2 separate regions of the Bombyx mori genome follow, and region 1 is linked to region 2. The links are chromatin contacts, called in public Hi-C maps. All regions are on one chromosome and are shown on one strand. Each heading gives the region's core, a stretch centred on a gene start, on an enhancer-like site or on the middle of the called end of the contact. The rest is flanking DNA. Distances are from core to core; before and after follow the strand shown.

Region 1 (2,706 bases), core at 203-2,702, 60 kb after region 2:
CTAATTTCAACATACATTGATGCACGAACTGGGATATTGAATGCGATTGCATTGCGATATGTAAATGATGCAATAGATAAAAATCTCGGCAAAGAGTTCGACGTACAACCTAACCCATGCATCAACCCGCTGAGTTTTTCGTCGGATCTTCTCAGCGGGCCGCGATTCCGATCCGCTGGTAAAGTCATTTGCGAAGCAGCTTTTCTTCAGTTGTTAGGTCTTTTTCGGAGGCGTTCGAGCAGCTGTTAGCAAATTCGAACCCGGCGGTCTGAGCCTTTGCTCGCCCACCTGTTTTTTTTTCCATTTTTTTATTGCTTAGATGGGTGGACGAGCTCACAGCCCATCTGGTGTTAAGTGGTTACCGGAGCCCATAGACATCTACAACGTAAATGCTGCCACCCACTTTGAGATATGAGTTCTAAAGACTCAGTCAACGGCTGCACCACCCTTCAAACCGAAACGCATTACTGCTTCACGGCAGAAATAGGCAGGGTGGTGGTACCTACCCGTGCGAACTCACAAGGCGTCCTATCACCACTAATTAATTATTCATGCTTTGTGTCGGTTTTTTGACATTCATTAAAACTAATGAAATTTAAGATGTAATTGGTTCGAACAGGGAACGCTTCTCTCCTAACGGAATCGTCGGAAAGCTACCCGGAGCCCTGCAACAACTGGACCGAGCAGAGCACGCAGCCGCCCTCCCCCGCACCCTCCCCGGCCCCCTCCCCCGTGCCCTCCCCCGCCACGTACTCGCTGCACACTCACAACCACACCTACACACTGCACAAAGACGCGCCCACCGCCGAGTGAGTACTCAAGTTACACATTATATTATATCCATAAATAGTATATGTGATAACTCAAGAACATCTTTGAATTTCGAACCCCGTCTATCATTAAGGTTTTTGTATCTAGTCATTTAATAAATATAAGACATAAACACTTTATAGTTTGGTAAATCTGTGAAACATCAAAATTAGTATAAACTAATCTCCTGCCTTCGAAATTATCTTTAAAAAATAAAATACATAAAACGAAGAAAAAAAACGTATAAAAATCGTTAATCCATAACATTGCAGGGTGACGATGAGCGCCGATAGCTTAAACGCTAGTCCGTGTAAAGGAACGAAACCAGATGTGCACTCCCCCGTCGACGACAGGACGTACACTAAGAACGACGAGAAGGAATCGAGCTGCGAGCGGATCTCGCAAGTGTCGCCCTTCCTCGTGAGCCCGACCACCGACACCTCCGACAACCTCGACAACCCGACCGGCGTCTCCACCCTGTCCAAGACCACGCTGCCCACCGACGCCAAGCTGTCCAAGCAGCCCTCCGAGTGCCTCTCCAAAGCGACGAGCATCGACTCGTGGTGCTCCAACGACACGCTTTACAACGTCGAAGAGAATTTCGACGACCTCGCGATGGACCCCGAGCCGACCAAGGGAGACGGCAACAGCGAGAGCACCGACACGCTCACCCACGACGAGGACGACCGCGAGCTCAGTCACTGCTCCACATACATCATCCACGACAGCAAGTCCGAAGCCTGCGAGACGTTCTCGCCGGACTCCATAGCGGCCTACGACCAGTACACGTACACGAAGGTGAGGTCTGCCGCAACCGCCGCCTCGTCCTCGCAGCTAAACGACTCCACGAAGAACAGCCCCACCAAAGACCTGGCGTACGGCACCCTCATGTCGGGCATGCCGTCCTACTCCAACTGCACCACTGAAGTGGCATCCATGGACGATCCGTGGAAGTTTCAGCAACCGGAGCTGGTGAGGAGGTCTCCTCTCGGGGAAGACCCCGATCTCACCCCGCCAAAGTTATCGGAGGATAAGGAAATCGAAAACACCAGTCCTCGTATCTTTTCAGAACCGTGCATTAAAAAAATGGAAAGTGTTGAAATAAGTTGCCTCGAAGACAATTTCTCTGAGAGTAAAAACAAATCAAGCAGCCCTGAGAACGAAGCCCTGCTGATAGACATAGGTGACAGCCCTAATGTCAATTACAGGAACAACATGGCGCCCTCTATCACCAGCACTCCGCTCACAGAAATCGTGGGCGACGAGGATGATGTGCAAGCCATACCGATGACGTTTCCGGATGATAAAACGGTCAACTCCGAGTACGTTATGTCTGTACCGACTTTTCAAAATTTTCAACAATCCGCCGAGATCAGACCGCAGGATTTGTCTTCCAACACCGATCGAGGCACCCAGGACACGGAGATACTCCTTGAAGGCGACAGCAAAACCCTGAGCAGGTACAGCAACCGGGACAGCTTGGTCGTGTCCGAGCGAACGCCGACGTATTCCGACTTTGAAAATTCGGCGACAACAAAACCTCAAGAAGTGAATTCTCGAGATAAATCTAGTCAAAGCATGGAGAGCGGAGTTAGTTCTGAGGAATTTCGTCAATTCGAAAACTCTGTAAAGCACCGTCCACAGGATCTGTCGTCGCTGATAGACGCCAGCTCGCTGTTCTTGAGGAGTGAGAGGCTGCTGGCGAGCGAGCTGGTGGTCGCCCCCCACTCGCCCCAACCAACAGACGAGCCCACGGCCCCCACGACCCCCACGACCCCCACGACTGGTCCTCTTAAACTAACGAATTTAACAGAATCTCACATATTAGTCGACGTAAGAGAACCGACCAGTACCTACTTGATAAATTTTGATTTGGAAGACGAAACGGAACAGCCT
Region 2 (2,819 bases), core at 101-2,600:
TTGATATGGCACTTTATCCTAGATGGGCGACTCAACAAAATACCATGAAAATACTTCAAAGTTTTTGGTAGTATAATATTACGGTGTGATTTTCAACAAAAGTTAGGGTAGTTTTTGATTTCTTTTACTAATTTCAATAGGAAATTCTAGTTTTATATGCATTACTAATACAAACAATTTACGATTGTGTGGAGACTAACATTTCTCGAGTCGATTCCTGCACGGCGACAAACTGTTACTCAGCACTGCGGTGCCAGAGTTCGGCTTCGCAAAACCAAAGGTCTCCTTTGCGGCTGTCCAAAACAAAACGGCAAATGCTATAGTAGCAATCAGAACCGGACCCTCGGCTTCCCACAGACAGAACCCGACATGAACTAAACGCCAGACTATCATGTTCACGAGAATGTTCATGCATACATCCCTGTTCTGAGTGCGAGCTGAAAGTGAGTATTTGTTAGGGTCCGCCCTGTGGCCGTTTTATTTGCAAACTTAATCCTATAAATTTAAGTTTTATTTTTTATCGCTCAGATGGATGGACGAGCACAAGTAGTCACTGGAGCCCATAGACATCAACGACGTTAAGCAACCATCCACCTTGAGTTCTGTCTAAGTTTTAATTTACAATGCAAGGCGAGTTGTCATTTAGAGTATATGTATTCGTCAAATCTATTACACAATTTATTTACTAGGGTAAAACATACTGCTGTGTCAACTTAAACCCATAAAAATAAGAGAAGTATAGGAAGCGGTTCGCGAAACATAAACAGAAAAAAAATCGCAAATAAAAAACATGTTTTGTTTTTTAATTAGCACCTTCATTTAATGACTTTCAGTAGGCAGCGGCTTGGCTCTGCCCCTGGCATTGCTGAAGTCCATGGGCGACGGTAACCATTCACCATCAGGTGGGCCGTATGCTAGCCTGCCGACAAGGGCAATAAACAATAAAAAAGATGGTTCGACTTCTATACCAGTTTCGGTATACAATACCAAAAATACTAAAACGTGCACAACATTAATTCTAATTTGTTTTTGCAAAATAGATAAACCCGAATAAGCACCTACATGATTTCAATTTCATTAAATTGTATTTGATTGATTGGAAGAACTTTAATTAAATACCCATGTTTATTTAAATTTACGATTATAGTAAGAGCACATCCTATCTTACTATTCTGATACTAAATCTATAACGTAATCTAATAGGTTATGTTATATACCACACTCACGTGTCGATTTAGGCGCCTCCCTTTTCTTCACTGTTAGCGGCGAACGATGTTCACAGACCTCCGCTAGAACATAACATAACTTGAAAATAGAGGCCGCCGCGGCCTGGCCATACCTATAGCTTTGCTGGTGGACCATACATGGCCAACGGAGATCACTTAGGTGGTAGGAAGGTGTTACCTTCCACGGCGACAACAGTGATGGCAATTTATGTGTATTATCTATGATGATGGAGACTTATTGAAGGGTGGTGATCATCCTCAACCCATTGAGTTTCTTGCCGAATCTTTTCCGTGGGTCGCGATTCCGATCGGTAGTAGATTCAGCGGAGCATTGTTCTTGCTAGAGCTAGTGTTAGCAATTCTCTCAGGTTGAGCCCCTGAGCTCGCCTACCGGTCCACGTGAAGTTGGAATAGCCCCTTAGGCTACCAACGATTAGGTAGGGAAAAAAGGTGATCATCCCCCCCAGGTATTATTTTTACCTATTATACATAAGCTGTGGCCCCTTTGAGAGATTCAAAGGGAACGGATGAAAACCTTGTGTGGTGTCTACCATTACTATTATAAAGAGGGAATGAGGAGTCCTAATTATCAGTTGAAAATGCAATAAATTTCTCTTCAAATATATATGCCATGGACATTTACTACAAATGCTCCCGCAAAATCGTCAATACCACACTTCAATTGATTTTTCATTGTAATGAAAAAACACTGGTTAAATTGGTCTTTAGTGTAGCGTTTTGGGTACGTTATCGCCCGCCCGGAGACCATCCAGGACGGTGGTCTCTGTGGGAGTAGTGGGTAGGAACCCACTGCTGCCACAGAGCAAGCGCGCTAATTAGATTCAAGAGTAAAGCACACGCTGTGCAACACAAACGAAATTTCGATCTTATTTCTCAAGGTGAATAATGTCATCGTTAAAGTCATGAAGTCATTAAAAACTAGTAAGTAGGTATTATGAAATAAATAACTTAAAAAAATCCTCGCCATTTCGCAATAAAAACACAAAAGAATATAGTGATTGAGTATGTACCTACCTTTGTTAATAGCGGTAGACAGTTTTCTACGATCCATTGTTGGCGACGATCGCGGTGTTATTCTTTTGAGGATGGAAGCTTTAAAAAAATTTTTATATTCATTCTTAAGTACACTATATTTTGTGATGATTAGCTGTGTTCTTAGTCTGCACGGATAATCACCACCATGATGTATATTTCTGATTCGCATCAAACTATGGGCGTTTCGTTTTGAAAGGTAGGGCGGCTGTTATAAGAAATAACTTGAGACGTCGACCTCCTCTATATTAAAATGTTTTTTTATCAATGAGGGTTTACTGGTGGCCCGAAGGCCTTTCCGGTTTCACCAGGACAGATGGGCGAGCAAAGACTCAGCCCGGAGGGATGGGATTTCCTACGAGGTGCCCCAACGCCTCCGAAGCAGACCTAATAACTCAAGAGCAGCTGCTTCGCGAATGAATCTACTACCGGATCAGATACAAGTTAAGGCCTACGGCGACTCCTTCGTCTGTTCTAGAAAACTAAACCCGGTATGGGTTAGGGGCAGTATTGTGAACCCACATAGGTTACCACTATTCT

What was found. A called contact is a pair of places that touch in the nucleus more often than the background predicts.
Region 1: a contact with region 2 is called in a Hi-C map of middle silk gland, with 2.2 times the contacts expected there. The contact joins two enhancer-like sites. A contact is called at or near these places in 2 of 7 Hi-C or Micro-C datasets (middle silk gland and posterior silk gland).

The regions. Positions count from the first base shown.
Region 1 is chr17:2,914,314-2,917,019 of ASM3026992v2, forward strand. It overlaps LOC101742325, which reads left to right. Exons shown (of 19, transcript XM_038017064.2): 12 at 620-809; 13 at 1,083-2,706. Among protein-coding and RNA genes, the nearest start is that of TRNAT-UGU, 3.6 kb to the left of the region's middle. Within about 2 kb of position 1,453, at least 3 of the 8 cell types and tissues checked have open chromatin away from gene starts, as enhancers often do.
Region 2 is chr17:2,854,566-2,857,384 of ASM3026992v2, forward strand. It overlaps LOC101744488 (ribonuclease Z, mitochondrial), which reads right to left. Exons shown (of 27, transcript XM_062673269.1): 22 at 2,262-2,339; 23 at 1,218-1,289; 24 at 201-293. Among protein-coding and RNA genes, the nearest start is that of LOC778515, 9.4 kb to the left of the region's middle. Within about 2 kb of position 1,351, at least 1 of the 8 cell types and tissues checked has open chromatin away from gene starts, as enhancers often do.